Linked DNA regions of Salvelinus alpinus: region 2 is linked to region 1. A link is a contact called in public Hi-C data. All regions are on one chromosome and are shown on one strand. The core of a region is the stretch at or near the end of the contact, and the rest is flanking DNA. Distances in the headings are between cores, read along the strand shown.

Region 1 (2,604 bases), core at 67-2,566:
CATAAAAAATTGGCCTTTTCCGGCTACAATAGTCGTTTACAACATTAACAATGTGTACACTGTATTTCTGATCAATTTGATGTTATTTTAACGGACAAAAAATAAAAAAAATCTTTCAAAAACAAGGACATTTCTAAGTGACCCCAAGCTTTTGAACGGTAGTGTATGTAAGAAGGCTGTTCATTGACTATAGCTCAGCCTTCAACACTATAGCACCCTCCAAGCTCATCATTAAGCTAGGGACCCTGGGTCTGAACCCCACCCTGTGCAACTGGGTCCTGGACTTCCTGACGGGCTGCCCCCAGGTGGTGAAGGTAGGATGCAACACCTCCACTACGCTCATCCTCAACACAGGGGCGCGTGCTCAGCCCCCTCCTGTACTCCCTGTTATCCAATAACTGTGTGGCCACGCACGCTTGCAACTCAATCATCAAGTTTGCAGACGACACAACAGTAGTAGGCCTAATTACCAACAATGACGAGACAGCCTACAGGGAGGAGGTGAGGTTCCTTGGCGAAGTGGTGCCAGGAAAATAACCTCTCCCTCAACGTCAACTCCTTCAAGACTATTGGAAAAGCATTCCAGGTGAAGCTGGTTGAGAGAATGTCAAGAGTGTGCAAAGCTGTCATCGGTAGCTACTGTCAAAGGTGGCTACTTTTAATAATCTCAAATATAAAAATATATTCTGATTTGTTTAATTACTTTTCTGTTACTACATGATTCCATATGTGTTATTTCATAGTGTTGATGTTTTCACTATTATTCTACAATGTAGAAAATAGTAAAAAATAAAGAAAAACCCTTGAATGAGTAGGTGTGTCCAAACTTTTGACTGGTACTGTACGTCATGATTTGACATATTTTTCTGAATTCCCAGTTGTTTTGAACACAGCATTACTGTCAGTGTTAGCAGGTCGGGTAACACATTAGTGGCAGAAATATGTATCATGTAAATCATTTGTTGTTGTGAGAGCCAAGTATGTTAAAAAGACACGTGAGGCTGCTGAAAACGTTTGTTGAAACGACAGTGTCAGTAGTTTGCTTAGGATGACGCCAAAGATAGGCTAATTGCATGGGAGTACCCTACCTAAAACACTGACCTATAGAACAATTTTAATAGGATCTCTGTCTAGTTTGCTAACGTTATTTATGATCACTCAAATAAGTACCTTTTCATATATAGGCTATGCACTATATTATGCTATATGTATGCTATATATTTTTTATTAGATGTGTCCATTAGTTATTTTGTCCGATTTATAGTGAATGAACACGGTCAACGTTTTCATAAAACAACGCGCTTCAAGTATCGCGCGCTTTTTGGATTAGTGGGTTAGTTGCCGTACAACAACAACAGAAATGGCGTCTTCCCAGGATGTCCACGTCCGTATTTGTGGACAAGAAATAATCAAATATGATCTCGAAATTAAAGCTCTCATTCAGGTACCTCCATCTTAACAACTTTTAACTTATTTTATTTATTAGGTTTACCTTGTGTCATTTCAATTTGCGGTTGTGAGCCAAGATAGTGTACATTTGGCCAGCTGTCTAATCTAGCCTAGTTCATTTTGGCTGGCTAGCTAACTAACGTTTGCTAACTGTTAATTGCGGAGAGCAAGCGATGCAATATAGCCTGTTTCAAGAATGTGGATTATATTGAATGGACAGTTACATAAAAAAAACATACTATATTCTCTTGATTAGGACATTAGAGAATGTCCGGGGCCACAAAGTGTGCTGATGGATTTCAACTCCAAAGTAAAAGAGAAATTAAATCAACTGCGACTGAGAATCCAGGTAGTTATGTAAATCAATGCTAATTTATTTTAGATCGCATTTATTGTGATTAGCTAGCTAGGAAAAACTCATCTGAACTATACATTACATTCACAGAATATGGAACAAATGGCTAAGGAACAAGACAGAGAGACAGACAAACAAGCCATCCTGAGTGAGACAGAGAGTCATCGCAGACAGAATCTGAGGTGAGAGATTGGGATCCAGATTCCTATTTAACATGCCAATTGACCTCACACCTTTTGGAATTCCCTGACTGAATATTTTCATAATATTTCCATCTACAGTAACCAGACAGCTTGGAGGAAGGCAAACTTGGCATGTAAACTGTCCATTGACAACCTTGAGAAAGATCAACTTCTGAATGGTGGAGACTCTACTGTGAGACAGCGGTGAGTAGTGCTCATCTCATCAGGCACAGCTGTTAGCTATTTTATTAATGCTCTATTTCCAGTTTCTTATTCCTACAATCATTATTCTTCATAACCTGAAAAATCATATTTTCAACACACCCTAATGTACAGGCTGAAAGATACTCCTCTAATAGGGTGACAGGGACAGAAAGTTGAGATTGCATTGAATTTAGTTCTAGTGTGTCATCCCCCCCCCCCCCTCTCTCTGTGTGTGTGTGTGTGTGTGTGTGTTCTCAGGAAGGCAACTAAGGAGAGTCTGGTCCAGACGTCTAGTGACATCACAGAGAGTCTGATGAGCATCAGTCGTATGATGGCCCAGTCGGTGTCTCAGAGCGAGGAGACCATCGGCACTCTGGGTAAGAGACTACTCATTCAGGAAAGGAGAACAGTCAC
Region 2 (2,604 bases), core at 59-2,558, 150 kb after region 1:
GTAACTTGTGAGGTGTGGAAACACTTTGTTGCTTTTATGAATTTTGTCTTGCTGCTTTTTGTTCTATGTTGCTCTGTCTGTATGCTACGTCTTGCTTGTCCTATGTTGCTATGTCTTGCTTGTTCTATGTTGCTATTGTCTATATTGTAATTGTTTTTAATAACCTGCCCAGGGACTGCGGTTGAAAATTAGCCGGCTGGCTAAAACCGGCACTTTTACTGAAACGTTGATTAATGTGCACTGTCCCTGTAAAAATAAAAATAAACTCAACTCAACTCAACCATGCATGTGCGTTTAGAAAAATTATGACATTGTCCAAAAAAAAGGGGGGGTGGGGAATTTGTACACCCACATCAAGTGTCATTATTAAAAGAAACCTCTTTTTCAATTCTACTTGTTTTCAATTGTACTTGTTTTCATACATATTTTCCATACTTTCTGTAATGATTCATGAAGTCTATTTAATTATTTTCAAAAGGCACATATATGGTTCTTGGATGCATCCACTATTTATATCTACAGTACAACAAGTACACTGAGCGTACAAAACATTCAGAACACCTGCTCTTTCCATGACATAAACTCACTAGATTAATCCAGGTGAAAGCTATAATCCCTTATTGATGCCACTTGTTAAATCCACTTCAATCAGAGTAGATGAAGGGGAGGAGACAGGTTAAATAAGTATTTTTAAGCCTTGAGACAATTGAGACATGGATTGTGTACGTGTGCCATTCAGAGGGTGAACGGGCAAGTCAAACGATTTATATAAGTGCCTTTGAACGGGGTATGGTAGAAGGTGCCAGGCGCACCGGTTTGTGTCAAGAACTGCAACGCTGCTGGGTTTTTCCACGCTCAACAGTTTCCTGAATGTATCAAGAATGGTCCACCACCCAAAGGACATCCAGCCAAGTTGACACAACTGTGGGAAGTATTGGAGTCAACATGGGCCAGCATCCCTGTGGAACGCTTTGGACACCTTGTAGAGTCCATGCCCTGATGAATTGAGGCTATTCTGAGGGCAAAAGTTTGTTTCTCAAGGTAAGGGACAAATGGAGCTAGGGTTAGGGTTATGTTTGAGGTTAGCATTACAGCTGTAATAATAACGGCAAACCCTAACCCTAAAAGGGTATAGCAATGGCCCTACAGCTGTAATGCTAAGCACAAACCTAACTCTAACCATAACCCGCCCATAGGTCTCCCCCACCCCAGCTCCCAATTCCACCTTTTTTACTTGTTCATACAGTGGATTGATGGGATGGATGCATGTTTTCCTGTATATTTGCACCCTCTTGTGGTGTTTAGTGAAACAGATTTTGGTATTGATGGCCAGATTAAACAGGTGGAAAATACCGCCCTTTAATATAACGTACATACAGACAAATAAAAACATAGGCTAACACTTTCAATGCACTAGATTTATATTTGATGATGGACAGATCATTGTCTTTCTCATCGGATTATCTTTTCCATTAATTGTGGCGTAGGGGCTATTGTAAATCGCTCTGGATAAGAGCGTCTGCTAAATGACTTAAATGTAATGTAAATGTATAGCTGGATATACAAAACAGATGGCTTGGGACGTGGACCTATCTTGACATTAAATAACTTTTGATGTCTCAAAACATGCGTCGAATTTGGACTTTGAAGTCCATTAATGTCCCTTTTTACCGTCTTGCCGTCTTCCTTCTTTACCTAGCCTATATAGCCTCTAGTGGATAGACTATTATGCAGAGGGAGAGACACAGACACGGCACAGTTCTAACTTTAAGTCTCTAGGTGGCGATAAAGACTAAAAAAATACATCTGAATGCGGTTTGTGGTCCTTTTTAAGTCACGCATAACAAATGTGCGATTTCATTCAAAAATCCCTCTAGCGGCGCCAGATGCAAGCATAAAGTGAGGAGGCAGTGTTTGGAATTGGGTTCTGGGTTGCTTACGGAGCCCGCTAGTCTCTGCAGGGATCGGGCTGTCTAGTTTCCTGCATCAGCATCGCTGAGTTTTGATTGCAACTACGCCCGGTCTGCCTTCACGCATCTGCTCCTTGCATCCTGTCTTTGATATAACAAAACAGCAGACGAAGAAACGAAAAGGACTTATACAAGTGCGTCCATCGTAAGTAGATGTTTTTGTTTGAGATCTTTTGTTTTTGGCCGATAAGAATGGCGAAGTAGGCTAGGCTACTGCAGGTGCATCCCTATGCACAGTTAGCCTATGAACGAACATAGGATTTATTTTGACGCCTGCTCTATGGCGTTTGAAAATGGGATTTTCCACCTTTTTTTTTTACCCCCAATATTTAATTTATCCAATATTTAGGAAATTAAAACGCGGTTTCAGAGCGTTTTATTAGACTGTAAAAAAGTATTATAAAGGTAAAGTTTAAATCCAATGAATGTAATGTCCAAAGAAAAAACACTGATTTGCGTTCTCAGTAGATGTTTTATTGTTTGATAAATTAGACATGTACAATTAACTAACAGTGTCTGTCATATTTACAGCATCTGCTTGAGAAGTGCACTATTTTCTATTGGTAAAGATGGTTAAACTGGGGAGTAATCTACAAGACAAAGGCGCTAAACCCGTCAGTGTGGAGGATGGCTT

The links. A called contact is a pair of places that touch in the nucleus more often than the background predicts.
Region 2: a Hi-C map of muscle shows a contact between it and region 1, with 4 times the contacts expected there. The contact joins the promoter of LOC139583485 here to the promoter of LOC139583453 in region 1. A contact is called at or near these places in 2 of 3 Hi-C or Micro-C datasets (muscle and red muscle).

What each region holds. Positions count from the first base shown.
Region 1 is chr1:65,706,590-65,709,193 of SLU_Salpinus.1, forward strand. LOC139583453 (vesicle transport protein SEC20-like) reads left to right here and starts at 1,317. Exons shown (of 6, transcript XM_071414581.1): 1 at 1,317-1,444; 2 at 1,706-1,798; 3 at 1,895-1,986; 4 at 2,086-2,190; 5 at 2,449-2,567. The coding sequence starts at 1,361.
Region 2 is chr1:65,854,632-65,857,235 of SLU_Salpinus.1, forward strand. It overlaps LOC139583485 (neuronal vesicle trafficking-associated protein 2-like), which reads left to right and starts at 1,309. Exons shown (of 5, transcript XM_071414621.1): 1 at 1,309-2,115; 2 at 2,502-2,604. The coding sequence starts at 2,540.